Regions from separate parts of the Rattus norvegicus genome. Here region 2 is linked to region 1. A link is a contact called in public Hi-C data. All regions are on one chromosome and are shown on one strand. Each heading gives the region's core, a stretch centred on a gene start, on an enhancer-like site or on the middle of the called end of the contact. The rest is flanking DNA. Distances are from core to core; before and after follow the strand shown. Region 1 holds the start of Plekha6 (pleckstrin homology domain containing A6). Region 2 overlaps Sox13 (SRY-box transcription factor 13).

Region 1 (3,030 bases), core at 281-2,780:
CTGTGACACGGGCGCATCCCTCAAGCAGAATGGGCTCGACTTTTGCCCAGGCTAAACCGCAGCTGCCCAGAGGTGGGTGCTGCCGCTGGAGAGTTGCACCCGTAGAATCCTCCCCACTTCCACATGATTCAGAGGCTCGGGATGGGAGGACCGGGCCAGCACCTGCAGTGCCCCGCAGCCATCTGGACAGGGGCTCTGGCAGAGGCGTGCCAGCTAGGGCTCCGCCCACGCATGCTGGAGACCTGGCGGCTGAGTGCGCCACTGGAGATGCCAGATGGAGAGCGAGAGGTCTTGAGGGACTTGAGATGAGCTGCCCAGTCCTAAAGGCTACACCTCTTGGGACACTTACTAGGGACGTGTCCTTCTTTCTCTCCCGCCCCTTCCCCTCCTCCCACCACGCTCTAACCCGCCTCTCTCTGCATTCAGGGTCTCCCATCTCTTACTCTCTAGCCAGACTGGTTTGCAGTCCCAAAAGGGCATCTCCCAGTAACAGCCTTTCCCTCCCCCCCCCTCCTTCCTCACCTTCCTCCGCCCTCCCCCCTTGCGTATCTCTCTGGCCACTTCAACCCTAGACTCCTCACACAATAGCCCAGTCCTAGGGCTTTAAACAGCAGCAATTTGCTTTTTCATCACCAACACGGCATGTTCCATCACCGCCCCTGTCCACATGCCCTTTAGCAGCTACCCACTGAGCCGCAGACACCCCCTAAGAAACCAAGAGCCTCTGATCCCTTCCACTGAGGAAGGAGAGCCTCCAGCGACCTGAACCTGACCCCTGAACCCTTCCATCTCTCTTTCCTACAAAATTAAGATAGGGTGGGGCTGCACCTTGGAGGTTGGCAGTCCCAAAGCTGCCTTCACCCGGGGACGCAATTCAAATCTAATCAATTCATGTGGTGCCGGCCCTTCCTTAGGGATTCTGGAGGGGTGAGGTCACAGAAAGGCTATAATTAGCATTCTCAGCATCCATGATCCCTAAGTAAGGCTGCCAAGGCTGAGGATGAAGAAGGCAGTTCACTGCAGTGCACACAACCCTGGCCTTTGCGGCCAACACCGGCTGCCAGCTCTGCCCCAGCCCAGCCTTCTTTCTCCCACCTCTTAGGTCTGGTGCACCTAAACGGACTCACCGGCTGGGCCTTGGAGGTGTGATCCCGCGCTGAGAGCGCTAAGCGCGATTTCGGAGGCACCCTTCCCCCAGCTCGCACCAGCTGGGGTCCTCCTCCCCCACCCCTGGGGACCCCTTCGGAAGAGCGCGGCTCTGGATCTAATCTGATCTAATCAGTCATCTTCTCGCTGGCAGATCCCTGGCTCCGGGGAGAGGATGCTGTTGTGGTTACTGCAGGATCCAGCACCTTTCCCAGGCAGAAGCAGCTGGGCATGCTCCATCGGCTCCCGTGGGGATTTCAGACCACGTGACTCTCCCTCCCCAAGCTGTCACTTAGGATCAGGAGTAAATAGTCCCCTGAAAGGTTTAACTCCATCCACACCAGTGACAAGCTGCTAACCACCCTTGCAACCCTCCCCGAAGAGAAGGGGTTGGTGGGCACAGCCTCCCCAGCCGCCCCACAGACAGGACAAGGCTGCCCCCCAGAGGGCATCTGGGCCTACATATGGATTAGCCGCGTTTCCAGAGGCTTACCACAGGAGACTGCAGAACGCTTTTGCCCCTGGGCTTGGCAGGATGGTGGGACCTCATACACCCAGTCTGCCTAGTGGTGGCTTTTCAGCTCTGTGACTATCCCCAAACAGAGAGACCATTTCTGGGTATCAGGAGGGCTTTGCTGGAATCCTAATACTTCCATATCTCTCAACACAATGAATTTAAAGGAAAACGTTGGGAGATCTGGGATCCATTTAAAACAAAAACAAAAACAAACAAACAAGAAACAAAACAAAACAGGATCTCATAGTCTTCAACCCAGACTGGTCTCCAGTGACCAGTCTGAGGGTGTTAGCCAAGCCCGGAACCTGTGCTCTTCAGTACTGATGGGCAGGAGCAGGGAACTTTAAACAATAAGGTTATAGCCCTGTTTCTGCTGCAAATATTGTCAGGGGCTTTCCCCATCTCTCTCCTCCACTGTGCCTCAGTTTCTTTCTTTTCACATCTCTCTGGGAAACTAGGTGACAGTGGATGAATGGAACCTTGGTTTTATGGCCAGGATCTGAAAGGAGTGGGAAGGATTTGCCTTTAACTTCCAGGGGTTTTGTCTCTGCCACACCTTGGACCCAGAGCTGGAGACCATGCTATTGAGGCCACTTCTGAACATAGAAACATTCCAAAAAGCAGGAATGGATGAATACCTGCAAGGCCCCACCCACTTGATAATTCTATTGTTATCTATAAATAAACTGTCTTGATTTTTTTTTTTAAACAAAAGCATCCTAGGCAGAAGATGTTGGCTCAGTTGAGTGCTTGTCCAGGACACAGGAAATGAAGCCTTAGGGGTTTGCAAACAAGCACCCCATAAAATATGGTGTAGACAAGAAGATCAGAAGTTTAAAGCTATTCATGACTACTCAATGAGTTCGAGGCCAGTTTGAGCTACATGAGGTCTTGTGGCAAAAGAAAAAAGAGCAAAGCAGAAAAGCAACCGGTCCCCACTCTGAGTCTCACCATGGTGTGTGAGCATCCCTGGGTGAGCATCCTGTGTGAGCATCCCTGAGTGAGCATCATTTTTTTGTCACCTGGAGCACTTTCTTTAAAAAACGAATCTGTTTTAGAAGGCACAAAAGAACAGCGCCCGACCCCCCAGCACCCAGGAAGAGATAGATTAGGAGTGGGGAGATATGGGGGAGACCTGACAGAGTAAAGTCAAGAGCCTGAGGAGGTACCTAAGGGACAAGCCTTCTCATGCCTGCTCAGGGCAGGTGAGCACATTGTGGCTTAGCTGCTCCCTTGGGAGGGTTTCCCCTCTCTTCCCCTCAGCAAGATGAGCTGCCAGGCTGGTCCTCAATGACTCTCTGGGAAAGCCTCTCAGCTAAAGGGGCAGGGAAGTTGTGAGTAAGGGCCCAGTGCCAGGCCCAGTTCAC
Region 2 (3,030 bases), core at 269-2,768, 200 kb before region 1:
TACAGCGAGGATGAGGACTCAGAGGGTGACGAGAAGAGTGAGGAGGAGCTGGTGGTACTCACAGACTGATCCTCAGCTAGCTGGGCCTGGCCCGTCACCGCTGGGGGAAGAGAACTTGTTCCCAACCCGACAGGCACAGCCAGCCTTCCTGAACTATGTTGGTACTTGGACTTTGGGCGTGCCCAGGTAATGGGTGAAACCGCGTTTGTAGATACATTCCCCAGGCGGGGCTCCTCCTCTTCATCACACCTCCAGGCACATCTGAGGAGCCAACGGCCTGGCTGGGTGGGATTCACGTGGCTGTGGTGAACCAAGCTGGCTGAGGGTTTTAGCCCTTGGGGCGAATGGCCTGGGACCACTGGGTGTATACCCTCCTGTATGTCCACCCACTCGAGGGGATGGCAGGGATATACCTGTCCCCTTAAGGTCACATGCTTTGTTTCCATTTTGTCTCGGCCCAAACCAGCCATGGTGGGACAATATGTCTGCCCTAGAAGCTCCCAGGTCACCCCTGTGTCACCTGGGTTACTCTGTACTCTGTGCAGTCTGGCTGTCCCGTCTTTGTCTTCCAAGTCCACGTGCCTCTGGCTGCTGTGTGTCTGTGCGCAGCTCACGTTGTCATCCCTCCACTCTTGGCGGAAGGTATTTGCTGGGTGGTCACTGTGAGCCAGGCGTGCTGGTGAGATCCGTGATGTGTGTCTTAATGCTTCTCTGGGGGCTTCTTCTGTGTTCCTTTGTCCCCAAAATGCTACCTCTTTGTCAGTCTGGTGTCTCAGGTTCTGTGTATTTTCTTTCCATGTGCATTTTCTCTCTTCCTCTGTCTGTCCCTGCTCCCTCCCACCACACCTGCTGTATCTTCTGGGTGTTTGTAGGGCCCAGCCTGCCCCTGGGACTGGCAGTTTCCTGACCCCATGACCCCTTTCCTCCCTTCTGACTTTGCCAGTCAGTTCCCATGGAGCCATTTTTAGCTCCTGGGACCGTGAGAGCGTGCCTAGGCCTCCAAGGGGCTCTGCCCCAATTCCCAACCTGTGTCCCCAGGCATGGGGGTCTTTTGTCAGTGACAGCCCTGCAGAGGGGACTCCATGGCAGCTGGTCTCCATCCCTTCTTCATGAGCTTAGGGTGGGTTCTTCCCTCCCCCACCTCGTCCTGGGGAATGGGCTCCACTCGTTATAAATAAGCTTTCTGGTTGTGTACCAAGAAAATCAAAGACCATCAGCACCCAGCTTCAAAGATCTGGAGCTGCCCTGGGTCAGGGAAATGATCCCAAACCCCACATGGCCGGGCGCCTCCCTCCCCACCTCTGTTGACCCCATTTCTCTCCAGACTGTTTCTTTTTATGACTGTAAACATAGATAGTGCTTTATTTTGTTACTAAGAAGATAATGATGAATAACTTAACCAGCATATTTGTTTTCTGATGGTGTAATAAAGACCGACCATTTCAGAACGTGCCCTTGCTCTGCTGGGAGGCTGGCCTGACCACATTCCCAAGGCTGGCACCAGCCGGTCGCTGCTGCCCCCTGGTGGTAGCATGTGGGAGTGTCAGGCAAAGTGTCTAAAAGAAATGGCTCTGACAAGCGGGGAGAACATAGGGCTTGTGAAGGCCACATTGCTGAGGGAGGCACTGTAGCAGCCTGGAGGAATGGGCTCAGCTCTCCCCCTTTGGGAGAGGAAGCCACTTGAATCCAGTGAGAGTTGTGGGCTCATCCGGCAAGAGGGTTCTCACACAAACACCCAGGAACTCTCGTGGGCTCCCTGCCTTTCAGGACTCCATGACCTTACACTGGAATGGGGATTTCAAAGGCATAGTTGTGAAAGGATCGTCGCTGGAGACAGGGCTGGAGGAAAGGACAGAATTCCTCAAAATTAATAGGGTTCTCTAAGACAGGTCTTGGTTAAATTCATACCATCAGCATGGTGTGGGAGAAAACAAACTGAGCTTGTGAAAGAAATGGGGCAGATTAACAAAGGTGGCATGTGTCCCTGAGGAGGGGGGCGATGGGGCGGTATATGTTCCTCACAGGCACAGTCCGAGGTGTGCCGGTCCAGTCCAAACCCCTTCTTTAGGAAAGGCTGCTGCATCATCTGGAGGGGGCCGGAGTCAGCCTTTGAGAATGAGGGCTCCTGATGGAGGATCCCTTAGAGGAATGGCCAAAAGGAGCCAGGGTCATCCAGTCCACCAAATGGGGCCGGAGGAAAAAGACTGGCAAAGGTGGATGCTGTGTGTTGTGGGATTGAGCCTGAGCGCTGATAGTCTCAATGTTCACTATTTTGGCTACAGACAGACAGACAAGACGGACAGACAGTCTCTCTCCCTCTCTCTCTCTCTCTCTCTCTCTCTCTCTCTCTCTCTCTCTCACCCTTACCCTTCAGCAAAGATGTGGGGAAGTATAGGGAACTTAAGAACTAATGGTGCACACTTGCCACCAAAGGGAGTTTCTTAATTTTACATGCTGGTGAGACAGTGGATAAAGCGGGATTTAGACCACACACTGCCAAGAACTGGGGCCAGTCAATGAGGGACTGTCCTGACTCCTGGCTCTGTCCTTCAGAGCTCTGGCTGCTGTTTCTTGCTGTCCTCACACTCCTTGGTGCCCTGTCCGGCCCTGACGCAGGGGCCAACAACAAAGAGACCTGCCCTGGCTTCTGAAAACGTCTTTGGCCTCTGCCTGGCCCTGTTAAGTGGCCACTAGGGGGAGCTGCTTGACTCAAAACCCCTAACTTCACTCCAAACTCTCAACTCAGACAATTAGATCCCATAACCTACAGTTGGTCCTGAAGGGTCTGGGCCCTCACCACCAAAGGCATTCCGGGTACCTTTGTCCACAGGTCTCACCTAGCTGCTGTGCTGTCGCCACCCCAAGCCCTCTGGCCAACTGGAACCTCATCCCTTCCCGTGAGAAGCAGGGCAGGGCAGATGGGCAGAAGCAGGGACAGTGTTCTGGGCAGCTAGCCACAGGCTCACCTAGCCCCTGCCCACCTCCGCACAGGCCCAGGGTCAGTCCCAGGAAGATGGCCTTGGCCTGGAG

What was found. Hi-C and Micro-C count contacts between places; a contact is called where the count stands out from the background.
Region 2: a Hi-C map of liver shows a contact between it and region 1, with 3 times the contacts expected there. The contact joins the enhancer-like site here to the promoter of Plekha6 in region 1. A contact is called at or near these places in 6 of 12 Hi-C or Micro-C datasets (the A7r5 cell line, the Rat2 cell line, Schwann cells and 3 more).

What each region holds. Positions count from the first base shown.
Region 1 is chr13:47,181,909-47,184,938 of GRCr8, reverse strand. It overlaps Plekha6 (pleckstrin homology domain containing A6), which reads right to left and starts at 1,530. Exons shown (of 27, transcript NM_001427839.1): 1 at 1,128-1,530.
Region 2 is chr13:47,381,564-47,384,593 of GRCr8, reverse strand. Sox13 (SRY-box transcription factor 13) reads left to right here. Exons shown (of 14, transcript NM_001105952.1): 14 at 1-1,449. The coding sequence ends at 69. Among named protein-coding and RNA genes, the nearest start is that of Etnk2, 20 kb to the right of the region's middle. Within about 2 kb of position 1,518, at least 5 of the 93 cell types and tissues checked have an H3K27ac peak or open chromatin away from gene starts, as enhancers often do. A contact at or near this core is called in liver, where this site is marked.